Linked DNA regions of Zea mays: all the other regions are linked to region 3. A link is a contact called in public Hi-C data. All regions are on one chromosome and are shown on one strand. The core of a region is the stretch at or near the end of the contact, and the rest is flanking DNA. Distances in the headings are between cores, read along the strand shown.

The links. A called contact is a pair of places that touch in the nucleus more often than the background predicts.
Region 1: a Hi-C map of ear shows a contact between it and region 3, with 5 times the contacts expected there. The contact joins the promoter of LOC100273593 here to the promoter of LOC100282091 in region 3. A contact is called at or near these places in 3 of 25 Hi-C or Micro-C datasets (bundle sheath, ear and tassel).
Region 2: a Hi-C map of leaf shows a contact between it and region 3, with 6 times the contacts expected there. The contact joins the promoter of LOC100283947 here to the promoter of LOC100282091 in region 3. A contact is called at or near these places in 4 of 25 Hi-C or Micro-C datasets (ear and leaf).

The regions. Positions count from the first base shown.
Region 1 is chr2:62,819,351-62,823,798 of Zm-B73-REFERENCE-NAM-5.0, forward strand. It overlaps LOC100273593, which reads right to left and starts at 3,090. Exons shown (of 12, transcript NM_001148010.1): 1 at 2,531-3,090; 2 at 2,373-2,412; 3 at 2,178-2,215; 4 at 1,466-1,592; 5 at 1,163-1,389; 6 at 920-1,065; 7 at 689-807; 8 at 232-320; 9 at 34-156. The coding sequence starts at 2,542.
Region 2 is chr2:63,530,767-63,535,272 of Zm-B73-REFERENCE-NAM-5.0, forward strand. It overlaps LOC100283947 (calnexin), which reads right to left and starts at 2,348. Exons shown (of 6, transcript NM_001156845.1): 1 at 2,173-2,348; 2 at 1,999-2,068; 3 at 1-920. The coding sequence starts at 2,244. It overlaps LOC103646531 (a long non-coding RNA gene), which reads left to right. Exons shown (of 3, transcript XR_562248.3): 3 at 3,917-4,506.
Region 3 is chr2:63,265,179-63,269,726 of Zm-B73-REFERENCE-NAM-5.0, forward strand. It overlaps LOC100282091, which reads left to right and starts at 1,730. Exons shown (of 2, transcript NM_001371822.1): 1 at 1,730-2,288; 2 at 2,449-3,497. The coding sequence starts at 1,809. The coding sequence ends at 2,961.

The sequences.
Region 1 (4,448 bases), core at 1,840-4,339, 440 kb before region 3:
TCGGCCAAAGAAGGATGAGAATGACTATTATACCTGAGTGGACCCAGTGTCATGATTTTCAATAAATGTAACTGATCTTGAAGGCCACCATCCCATCACACCAGGTGGTTTTCCTTCTGAATCTCGCAAACGCCACAACTCTCCTTTGACAGCTTCCTGGTAAAAAAATAACTGCTCAAAAAGATCACTTAAGACAAATATTTGCTCATACAGTAGTAATTCATTACTGACCTGAAGAATGCCCTTTGTCGTGAAATCAAATGCGGCACAAAGTCCTCCAGTGTTATCTATCCAATTAATAATCCTCTGCCTATGGATATCTGGCAGACAAAAAGAAACCAAAACGTCTGGTACCAACAAGCATGCATTATCAAAAGAAGGCTAGGCATATTTGAGGATGTAATTTTGACACTAGTCAGTGTCATCCATAAGCATATGAGAAAGAAATCAAATAAACTGCCTTAAATTTGGAACTGTAAATTACCCCTCACATGTCAGACAACTTACATAGCAGTCGGTAGTCAGGGGGGCTATAACTAGAATAAAGGCATAAGTTTTAGATAGTGAAAATAGTTAAAATTTAACCTTCATCGTTCATGCTGCCAATCAAGGGACTGAAGAGTGCTTATGACAAAAAATATGGCACTAGCTCAAGTAGTCAGTAAGAATGCTACTATAAATCTGTTACCTTGATTATAGTTCAGTCGGTAGTCAGGGGGGCTATATTCACAGCTATCCCAGTATTCCCCAACTGCAAAAAGAGGTTTTGATTCCTCAATGTATTCTTTTACAAACTTGGCTGCATAACTGCACTAAAGAAAAGGTTGACAAATCAGCAAGTTAGCACACAAATATATTAGTTTGACAAGTAATTTCTTTCTTTCATAGTGGATAGTAGTCTAGCCAATTAACTATTTACCCTTTCGTGAAATCAAAGCGAAAATCTTGAAAACCAACTGATTTTCGAAGCCAGATCAACCATTCGATAATATCTTTGCGTACAAATGGTTGTGTATGATCTATATTGGGAACCCCATCAAAGTTATCCCCAGTGCTCTTGTTTCCCTGATAGTGAAGTTGCATTGAAGTTATGAGTGGCTCGAGAGAATATACATCAAGATACAGTGCCAAGTAAAAGGTTAAAACAAGACAATCTAAATACCTTCCCGCCAGAACAAGATGTAACAGCATGTTCATCCCATGATACTGGGATGCCATCATAACGATTATACATGCCATTGGATCCTTGAGTAGTTCCAATTCGATGGTTGATAACAACATCTGCCATAGCCCTTACATTATGTTCGCTCATTTTATGAAGCAACAATTTTAGCTCATGGAGGGAACCATAACATGAGTCAAGGCAGTACAGATTCTGTGGTAGATAGCCTGTGAAAAAACAACTCAGACTTCAGACTTCTGCAACTACTAAGCTTCATCTAAGAGAGGATGTTGTTTAGCTTACCTTCTCGAGATAATGACTGTGTTGGAGGAGGAAGCCACACTGACGTAAACCCAGATTCCGCAAGATCGGTTACTTTTTCCTCCAAAATACTCCACCAGTTGTGCTTATTGGATTCCCAGTTAAAAGCCTAACACATATCGATATCAGGAAAATACGCAAGAGAACTAAAGCTTGTTAGCTCATCTATAGGCTGTGTTTGGTTTACGGGGGATAATGGAAATCTAATACTGAGAACACATTAGACTTCCAAATGTAGCTTATTCTGTGCTTTGGATTCTGTGCACGAAGAAACAAAATCTCACAATCAAGAGCTCGCCGTATTTTCTCGGATACCCCACCCGCTGCAGATTCTATTATCTTGGGGAAACCAAACGAAGCCTATGTCTTAGCTGTTAAAACAACTCAACAAGCATAAACAGGTGCTGTAGCATGCAAGAAACACTCAAACCTACATTGAACTAGAATCCTAGTAGTGGCCCATATCGAGGTAAACATAGATTATGGTGACACATAAACAACAGGTCACAAATTTTAGAATCATCTATCACAAACTGAAAAAAATAATAGTATCAATCTTTCTATTAAAATGGTCTTTTTGTGCTTAAGCAACTGAATTAGATCCATTCACATGAATAGAGCTTTGATAATGTTTCTATTCATCAAATTTGATCCTTAGCATGATAGCAAGAGGTAAGCATGGACAAATTCTCACCTGAAATAGGATTTCCCTTCCATTCTTGATGATTCCATCTGTAAAAAAAGAACAAGACAATAACCACATTCCATGAGAAACTTTATTAAAGAGCCAAAACAACGAACTAGAGGGGCAGAAACTAGCACTTCACGCTTCAAGAACGTGAGCGTGAATAGACAAGGAGAACACAAGTTGCATGGATTGCACATGTACCGTCGCGTGCTGTCTGTTCGTCGGATTTATCACCCGAAATCTGCACGGATTCATCGTTAACACATCGTCAGAACGAGCTCACTGGTCAGTGAGTCAAGAATAACGCCGTCACGACAACGTACGACACGATACAACACGGCAGATGCTCGCCAACTCACCATCTGGCCCATCCAAACTCAGACCGAAATTCAAGCAGAACGCACAACACGCAGCGAAAGCCTTCAACGCGCACTGCAGGAGCCTTCAGCCAGCGCGCAGCTACCTATGTAGCCGCGGCGGTTGGCATGGAGCTGGCAGCGGGCGGGCACGCGGAGCGAGGCGCCGTGCGGTGTTACCGGGGTCCAGTGGGCGCGGGAGCCCGCGGCATGCGCAGCGACCGTGGCGCCCAAGTGGGGAGCGGGGACCAAAGTTGTCGGCACCCCGCGACCCTACGCCGATCGGATGGAGTTGACGGCGGAAACTCCTCTACCTCGCCGCGTGCAACGGGGGGATGGGCTGGAAACACCGGTCAACCGGCCACAATTTCGGCAGCGGCTTCGAATTTGCTCCCGCTGGCATTGATCCGACGGGATGAGGAAGGATGGGAAGAAGGAGAAGTTAGCTTTGCCTTGTCCCTTTGGGAATTGGGATTCCGTTGCTCTTCTGCGCTTTTCCGATCGAGACTTGGAGTGGAATCGCCGGCGAAGGATTTGGGGATTCGATTTGAGTTTTCTCGGCGACGTCCATTGAAAGAAAAAAAAAGGGATGATAAAAAGATACTGGTTTTGGACCTGATGGGTCGGAAGATGGGCCCAGTTCTGTATGGGCTGCAGAATAAGGCACCTAACTTGCCCACAACGCAGTGCAAGGCCCCTAACGTGAAAACCCATACTCCATACCCAGCCCATACTACATATACCCAGTTTAGCCCCAAAGTTCACATGCACACGTGAAGTCCGAACCAATGTGGCGAAGGGCAGAGACTCGAACGAGGGAAAGGACGAGGAAAAGGAATGAGAAGCTGTATCAGGTGAAAATTTTATGTATATAGTTCTGTAGAAGTACAATAAAGATGACTTATCTGTCGACTTTTCTATTATCAATCTAAAAAAACTTAACTCTGCCTTACATAAAGTTGCGAGAGACTTATCTGTTAACTTTTCCACTATCAACCTAAAAAACCTAACTCTGCCTTACGTAAAGTTGCCGGAGTACAGTTAACCTCTACTGCATTTTGGTTGAACCGGTCAAATGCTAGACAGGGAGGAGGACTGAGACTGAGGTGTGGTTTACATTTTACTGACTAGAATCGTGTCAGTAACTAAAAATATTAATCAAGTAGTTAACTTTAATGTGTGTAGTATCGTTAAAATAAATATTTTGAACCTGATGTTCGTGACATTCTATTCATCGTCCGTCATATTATTAAGTGTTTATAAAAAAATAAACAAACAACTAGTAATTTAAGTTCTACTAATAACACTACTAGAAAAATGCCTATTGGAGGAGGTACTCGCCATGGCGTCGTCCTCACGCATCCCTAGCTTGGAGCCAACGCCCCCGCTGAATGCAACCTTGCTCCCTCCATCTAGATCAACGACAGAGAATAGAGCAAGAGAAAGAGAACAAGGGAGATAGCAGTGCGGGGGAGGGGCGTGAGGGTGCGGGTGGGGTCGTACGTAAGGGCGGGATGATACGGATGTCCTTGGTCGTTAGATGTGAGTGAGAGAAAGGATGAGGAAGAGAGATCTGGACGGATCAATGTAAGGGTCTGTTTGGTTGGGTTGTGGCTGTGAAAAAAAATGTTGTGGGCTGTGAATTGCTAAAAAACTAAAAATTGTTTGGTGGAAAGCCGCTAAAAGCAGTTTCATAGGTGCTTTCAATTTTGCACTACAAGAAAGTCGGCTTTTAGAAAAAGCTGCTTTCAAGATTCAACCCTTTGGTTTGGCTTTTATGGAGCAAAAGCCAAAAGCCAAACCAAACACATGTGGACTTTTTGTGTGTACAAAACGAGGTACACGAAAACACGTCTCAGCTGGGGTCATTTGTTAGGTGGATCTAGATTAATTTGAACCAGTGTTTTCTTTAGGGTATAAA
Region 2 (4,506 bases), core at 1,098-3,597, 270 kb after region 3:
CTTGTCAAGCTCAAAGTACTCAGGGTTGGGGATCTCCTGAGGCTTCCAGATTCCCTTGTAGTTGGGGTTGTCAATCATAGGTGCATGCCACTTGCCCTTGTAAGCAGGATTCTGCTTCATTGGCCTCTTCCACTCGCCACATCCAGGTGCCTCTTCACACTTGGGGTTGTCAATCTTTGGCGCCTCCCATTCACCATCCTCCTCATCGTCCCAGTCCTCAGGCTTGGCTGCCTCAGGATCATCAATCTCCTCAGGTTCATCATCCAACCATCCCTCAGGCTTGGTGGCTTCATCATCCACAATTTCCATCGGGGCATCCTCATCCCAGTCATCAGGCTTTACTGCATCTGGATCAGGAATTTTAGCTCTCTCATCCCAGTCCTCCGGCTTCTTGTCATCAGGGTCAGGAATGGTCTTGGATGGGATAAGTGCTGGCTCAAAATCATCAGCAGAAAGGAAGTTCGCCTTCTTCTTTTCTTCCCCATCTACCAAAATTTTGACCTCATTGTCTGGCTTCAAGATAGCCGTGTAGACATGAGAGAGCTTGTCATATGGGACAGATGGTGGGAATTTGAGATGATGCTCAACATACTTTCCAGTCTTAGGATTCTTGTGCTTAAGGATGAAATGAACCTTGTTGGTTGATCCACACTTATCTGGACCAAACATAATAGTGTATGGAGTCTCATTATCAAACTCCTTGGCATCCCATCCAGCATCCTGAGGGCGGATGTACTTAATGTAGGCACCTCCGCATTCAAGGCCATTCTGAAGTCTCACTTCAAACTGCAGGACCACTGTCCCATCCTTCAAGGTAACTGGCTCATCAAGCTCCTTGATTATGGCGTATTTCCTTGCCTTCTCACTAACAAGGAGGCCATAGTCCTCATGACCATCACTCTTGGCATGCCTCCACACACCTACAAAACAGAGTATGTAGGCATTAAGCTATGAAACACACAAAAAAGAACAGAAATTATGACTACAATGTTCAAACAGTGGCAGGCAACAAGCAGTTAAAATAAGGATTGCAATACTGTTTAAAATGGCATTACAGAACCAGGATACTACTCCCTTCATCCACATATGCAAGCAACATGTTGTTTCGGAAAGTGTAACTTTGCAAACTTTGACTAACAATTAGTCAAATTAATTATGGTGTGTTTGGTGCACAAAGGTTGCATAGATGCATATTCAAATTATAACAAATGACACCAATATTCACAGATAAATAGCATACCAGATAACCAGAAAGATCTAACAGGCACCTACTAAAACTTAGTACCGCAAGCTTACTTCATATGAAGAGTGTTTAATGTGGGCACAGAATTACAGGAATATAAAAATACCACTAGCAAACTGAACATACTGACAATTTTATTATTTTTTGGATGACGTAGTTCATTAACACATGCATATAGATAAAATTATTATTCAAAATATCTCCTGATGTCTCATCCTATAATCTAGTACAAGTTAATCACTCCCTCCAGTTAGGAATAGATGAGGCTACTTTCGATTATCTGAGCATCAGTACATTTTGGCAGTTACAGAAACATCAACCATCCATATCAACAATGAGCACACTGCACACACAGAGAAACCAGTCACTCCAATGATCCTCTGTTCGTTAGAGCTACAGACCATTGTAACTTGTGTTGGCACACTCAAAAAGTTATACTGTAAGCTGGAAGGCAAGAACACTCCTCGATTGCATATAGTACGTTGGAATGTGGAGACTAGCCATAGCTCTGCATCTAGAGCGGTGCTGCTAGCGAAGCACATCCGGACAAACTAAAGCACATACATGATTGACAACATACATGACTGACAGTATCAATCGTGGATCTCATGAGTAATTGCACAGTTACCTCTCAGTTTAAACACGGGAAAGTGCGATCTCGGACGAAGAAGCTCCCATAACCCCACTAAACCCACGGATCTAAACAGATCTAGCGAAACCATAACGAGCGAGAGAAAAAAAATGCGCGCGCTTACCTTGGTATTCATCCTTCTTGGAGACGACCCATCTCCCCTCAAAGTCCTCATCGAACGGCTCGTACAGCAGCTGCAAACAACAACACCGAAACCCGGAGTGACCATCACAAATCTCACCCACAAAGTTCCGAGGGAAAAAAGATAGCGAAATCGCAACAGGCTGGCTTAGATTACCGGGTCGGAGGCGTGGATCTGAAAGACCAACGCCGAGACCAGGAGGAGGAGGAGGAGCGCGCGCCCTCCCATCGTCCTCTCAATGTCACGATCTCCTCGAGCCGGGGAGTTTCTCCAAACCTTCCAACCAGAGCGAGGCCTCCGCGAGAGGGAGCAGACGCTGGCAGTATAAGAAGTGGGCGCGGTGGAGAGGCTACACGGCTGAGATCAGGAGAGAGGAAAAGGAACGGTGGGTAGCAGGGCCGGCAGTTGCGAGGAGAAGGCCTTGGTGTGACTTGTTCCGACCAATGGGAGGGCGCGGGACGTGGTGCTGACCAATTGCACGCTGCCACGTCTGACTCGTGACGCTTTGCTCTTGTAGGACGCCATGTCAGCCGCCCCACGAACACGCACGACGGTGGTATCCGGCCAGCCGGCATCTCCAGTGAATACAGAGGCCTTCTACTGACTTTAGATATTCTCGATGACAATTTTGTACCACTTTTTTCAACACTGACATATCATCAAAAATGCTATAAAACTATGAATAAAATAATGTCTCTTAATGTAAAATTTCACTTCACTATTTCATACATTAACATGTCAATTAAATATTGCAACTCAATGACCAATACAAATTAGTAAAATATGTGAAGAGAAACAAATCATTTTCAATGGAGGTCTCCATGGTTTCTAAGACATTGGAAAAAAAAGTTGATGTGACACACTATTAAATGTGTGTGAAACCACTATAAAATCATTATTGTGAATAGCCTTAGGGCACATACAGCGCCGTTAAATACGACGTCTCTAAAGTCACGTAAGCTACAATTAAATAAAAAAAATTCGACGTGGATGCTAATTAAGGAGAAGATAGGCATAGATCGTCCTTTAGTGAAGACACGGTTTCGGCCTATGCTCCAATACAAGAGACGGTAAGACAACCAATGTATGACTTCTTTGGTCCTTGTTCCACACATGATAGGTAACCTACTGTATGACTTATTATTTATATTGTATATACCTGTTTGTAATATACATATAGACAACTATTGTTTGTGGGTTGTACATGCTCTTATGGGGTGTTTGGTTTCACCTAATGTCATATCAAATGTTTAAATGATAACTACGGATAGTAAATATAGTCTAATTATAAGATTAATTGTACAGATAAAGACTAAAAGACAAAACGAAACTATTGAACCTAATTATGTCTATATTTAATATTTATAATTGATATTTAGATAATTGATATGATACAAACTAAATTTTAGTCAGGGGAACTAAAAATACCACGTAAATTTTATAAGTGGTAGAGTTTCAACAGTTCAACAATTATGGGTTGTTCCTCTCTTTCGTACGTCATGCCCCTCATGTGTAACAGTCTGTCAAGGTAATAGACGACGACAGAGAGGCACCAAAGGGTATTCGGGTGAAGAAGCAAAGCACCAGAGTATTTGGGCTAGATTGGACCCAGCAATGGGGGTACACTGTTGGCGAGCGTATGTAACTGAGGCCATGTGGGAGTTGGAGACTTAGCTTGGGGAAGGAGTTGGCGCTGGTTGTGTCTAGACGGTGACGTCATGTGTGAGTGAATCCCTTCTGTTCGTCGAGAATTCTAGTAAAACTCTATAACTTCGTGAGAGAAGGATAGTTTCAGGGGCGGGGCTCGCTATCATCACCATCTATCTCTCACAATTGGTATTAGATTCTTGTTGCGATCCTAGCGGATCCATCTGAGTATACTCTTCGCCCTTAAAATCAGGCAAGGGGGCAAAACAAATCGACAACATGGAGAAGAGTTTAGCCGATCTCTCTCAGCTGCTGCAATCTTTACAAGTCCAGAATGATTCCATCAAGCAAGCCATTGAGGTAAACATAGCATCTAAGCCCTAGACCGAGGACGATGTGGGTCACCTGCATGAAAATGTGGGACACCTGTCGAACAAAGTGAAGAGGTGATGGTCTGCGCCCACCACACATTCATGCATCGAAGGTGTTCGAAGGTGTGCTATTGAAGGATCAAGCGACGCTGGAAGTCTCTACATCGACATCACGGCATCAGTCTGTACCGGACCTCTACGATCACCGCCCTGCTACAGCTTACCGGAGTGATGGTTTTGGGGTTGTCACCACCCTAACACCATCTCCGGTTGCAGGTAACAAAACCCTTTTGCATCCGGATTCCCCTTCATCTACCTTACTTCCTCATGTTGAACCCATGTGGCCATCTTATTCGCCTCATATGATGGCAGCCTTACCTCAAATGAGTTTTCCTTAGTTCGATGGTCACCATACGAAGATGTGGATGGCAAAGTGCGAGTCCTACTTTGATGTGTTTGTTGTCCCGGGTGA
Region 3 (4,548 bases), core at 480-2,979:
GGCCGGGATGAGTTCCACAGCTGTTGGTTTGTGGACGAATTCGAGGCCGGGGTTGAGGTTTTTCGTGTGGATTGGGCCTGGTTTGTAAACACGTGTGGGCTAAGCGAACAACTATTTCTTCGTGAGCTGGTATTTGATCCAGGTTGGGATGACACCCATGGATCACGCCATCATACCAGCCAATTCCAACTCTAACGAACAAGCCCTTAGGTGGAACCAAACAGTTCCTACTTATGCATAAAGTGGTACTCTTGCCATATCAGAGGGACAGGAGGCGACTACTGTGCTGCTTGCCTGCTTGTACCACTGGCATAACCGGTCAACCGCTAAGCCTGACGCCTGATAATTAAAGTCTTTCCAAGCTTGCCAGCCCAGCGGAGGTCGTTGATCGTACTTAACGTACCCAATGATCCGGGCCGGCATGCATCTGGAATCGAATCATTTGAAGAAAAAAAAAACCCCATATGCAACGTGCGGAGAAAATCACTTTGCATGGTTCGTGGTTCCTGACTTCCCGCGCGCCTTTCTCGCTGGGTGGCGTTGAAACCGCAGCCGCACGTCGTCCAGGCAGGGACTGCGACTGTTTGGGCCGCGTCGCATCGCATCGCCATGGTTCGTCGTTCGAGGGTGAAGTTTCACTGCGACTGCGAGATCGGATCTTTCTCGCGTGCGGTAAGCCCGTCTCCGACGGGGGAAGACTTTGACCGGCTGCCCCGCCGCAGCCGGAGATGCACATCGCTGCTTTTACTAGTGGCACGGACACGGACACGGACACGGATGCGCTAGTTTTAGCTTTCCCATCCGATCCAGAACAAAGCAGAGAAAAAAAGCCAGGACGACATGCACTAGCTAGCTAGACGACTTGAATCGGCCATGAAACATGGAAGTGGGGTGTGGCCCATCCATCAACATTTGTTGATCCATCCATCCAGCCCGGTCCACGTCCACCGCCGAACATCATATCGCACTCATCAGATTTCTCGACGTATTCTTAATTCTTATGTATGTAATTTATTTTGATCGGATTTCTCAACGTTTAATACAAAAGAGAGAGAGAGAGATAAATAAAAAGATAGAGAGAGAAAAAACAGGAGGAGGACAAAGAACGCGAGAAAATAAAATCTGATAGGGAAAAAAGATTAAAAAAATCAATAAATGGAAAAGCGAGAAAATTGAACGGATGTCAGCCCATGAATGTGACCAAGAGAAAGGTGAGAGAAATGGAGAAAAAAGGAAAATACCAAAGAACGGTAGATACGGAGAGATAAAAACAACCATTTACTACAGATCACATACACGCACGTGAAAGCGAAAGCAAAATGAATAACACATACTACAGTCCATCGAGTATGTACTACCTACCCATCATATTGGCAGCAGCAGCAGCAGACCACGGGGTAAAAAAAATCTGATCACTCCGTTGGTTCGCTGAAATAAACCGAGTGAATGTCCGCCCGTCTGGAATGGGGATTAGCTAGCAGCTTGCTATTGCTAGGCGAACCGCGAACGGCGTCCGCCCCACCCGGCCCGGCCAGGGCGGGTGGAAAGCGATCCGATTTTGTCCCGGCCTCGATCGCATCCGCGCGCCGTGCCCCCCCTACTACGTGTTTTTGTTGGCACCGGCTCACAGTCTTCGCTCTTCCGCCCCACCCGAGCCGGAGTCATGGCATGCCTTCCCTAACCGTGACAGTATATATATAACCACATCGGTTGCAAACCATCCATTCTCACTCCTCCCACTGGCGGTCGGTTCCCACGCCCGCCCAACGCCTTCGCGGTCGTCCTTGAGTTGCGCCTTGCGCCTTGCCATGGCCGTGCAGGGGCGGCACCTGTCGCACGACCTAGCAGCCCAGGCGGCGGGCGGCTACCTGTTCCTGGACGAGTACGCCGGGTGCGCGCCAGCCGCGGCCCCGGCCCCGGCCCGGATCGGGGACGCCACGACGGCGCTCAGCGACTTCCCGCGCGTCGAGGTTGCCTGGTGCAACTACGACGGCTTCCTGCCGAGGAAGCGGCCGCGCCTGGAGACGGCGGCGCCAGCAGCGGGCGGTGGTCTCTCAGAAGACCAGCGCGCGGGTTTGCCTCCGGCGGGCACGGAGCGCCTGCTGCCACTGCCTGTGGCTGTGGCACCGTTCGTCAACGCGCGGAGCCGCCGGGCGGTGGCGGCCTCCGGCACGGCGTCCACCAGTGGGAGGGTGGCAAGTGGCGCGACCGTGGCGGCCTCGCGGGGACTGCTGTCGTCGTGGACGCACCGCCACGGCGTGGAGATCGACGCGCTCGTTAGACTTGAGGTACGGGCGGCCATTGTTCGGTCGTGATCTTCATCTATCATCTGTCAATTGATGGTTAATAACTGGGAATCGACCGACTTCTTCCTTCTTCGTCATATGGGGACAACAACGCATGGTCCGACGGTGTCTGATCTGTGAGACATTATCTTGTGGTGCACAGGCAGAGAGGATGCGCGCGGCGCTGGAGGAGGCGCGGCGGCGGCACGCCCGCGCGCTGCTGGCCGCCGTGGGGCGCGCCGCGTCGGGGCGGCTGCGCGCGTCGGAGACGGACCTCGAGCGCGCGCTCCGGCGCGGCGCGGAGCTGGAGGAGAAGGCCCGGCAGGCGGGCGCCGAGTGCCAGGCGTGGATGGCCGTCGCCAGGAGGCACGAGGCCGCCGCCGCTGGCCTCCGCGCCACGCTGGACCAGCTCCTGCAGTCACCCTATGGCGCCGGCGGCGGCCGCGAGGAAGGCGGTGAGGCCGAGGACGCCGAGTCGTGTTGCTTCGAGGACGGCGGCGCGTCGTGCGCGTCCAGGTCCAAGCTGGCGTGCAGGTCGTGCGGCGCCGGCGAGGCGTCCGTGCTGCTGCTCCCGTGCCGGCACCTGTGCCTGTGCCGCGCGTGCGAGGCCGGCGTGGACGCCTGCCCCGTCTGCGCGGCCGCCAAGAACGGCTCGCTCCACGTCCTCGTCTCCTGATGGACTGAACATGTTCGTCGCCGACTGGTTACGCTACGTCACACGAGGCCATGGCAGGAGACGAGGCTTCCTGCGGACGCGATGCGCCGGTTACGGTTGATGCGCGGTTCATGCGCGAACGCAATGTGGCACAGCACAGAACGTCCTGGCAAATCGTGCGATGGCCATTCTGTTAATAATAACCGGAGATATGGCCGCAGAAGTGGATCGGGGACGATGTCCAACGAAGGGTGAAAAAAAAAGTTCTCTTCACGTGCACCAACAACAAGTCACAAACTCACCAGTGTCCACTGCCTTCTCTTCAAAGCACCGCGTTGGATGCTGGATGGAGATCGTTCTCCTGGTGGAGATTGCCAAGGGTTTAGTCAGTCCTTGAGGCGTTGTCTGGTTCTGATTCTGAAGATATCATTTTTTTCTTCTTCTAAACACACAGTTTTACCAAATATTTTTTTTCTTATAAGAAAAGCCGCCGCAGAGAGAGAGAGAGAAAAAAACTGTTCAATAAGATAAGCCACTGCTGCTCTGTTTTGGTTGAAGATGGAGAGATCGAGGCCTTATAAATCCAAGCAGTGGTTTACATGTCCACTTGCTCTGCGTCTACGCACGCGCCAACAGTGGTTAGACGAGACATCATCCAGCAGCAGGTGGACAGTAATTTGAAAATGATCGGGCAGCACAAGCACGACAACGACCCGCGCTAAATCCATTGCATCCGTGCCGTGATGCTGTCCATCGAAGGCTGGCATGCGCATGTGTTTGTAGCGTGCGCTGCCTGTAATCTGCCGTGAAACATGCCGGGCACACTGGCGGTCTGTACTCGCCGTCGCTGTCTGCGGGGGTGCCGTCCTCGTCCTCGTGAGATCACTTTCACTGCAGGCAGACGAGACGATGCATCTCGCCCCCGCAACCTAAGGCCTTATTCGTTTGGGCCGGGAATGGTCTGGATTGGGAAAGAAACCATATGGATCAAACCCACTTGGTTGAAATCCCGGCCCACACAATAATCGTGTTCGTTTAACCCCGCCCGGGCCTCAATCCCGGCCCATCCCGGCAGTTCCCACCTCATCCCGGCCTGGGAAAAAACCTCGTCTCGACGGCGTGGAAAGAAGCCACGTGAAGACCGCTTCTACAGCACAGAGGCGGCGGCGGCTAGGGCACAGAGGAGGCGGCGGCACGAGCTCCGTCTGCACGAGATCTGGCGGCGACATCTACACCGGCTCACCGGCGTCCACGAGGGGAACGCCACTGGCTGACCGGCGCCATCCCGTCGGTGTCCGCTTCTCGCCGGTAGTACTCACATCCTCCTCTCCTTTCCATCGCGTGCATCTTTCCATTCATCGCCGTCGGATTGCTACCAGTAGATCTTTACATCGATGTGGCCGGCCACTGGAGTACGCCCAAGTGGTAGGCAACTCGTCGAGACCCTCGGCTACACCCAAGAGGAAGCGAGGACGCGGACGGTCTGCTCCCTCGGCTGGAAATGCGGCGAGGATGGCACGCCGGCGGGCCTCGTCCACTGAGAGATCGCGGCGGATGCTCTGCTTCCCTCCGGCGTCCTAATGAGCGAGGAAGTGGCCGATCTCCCTC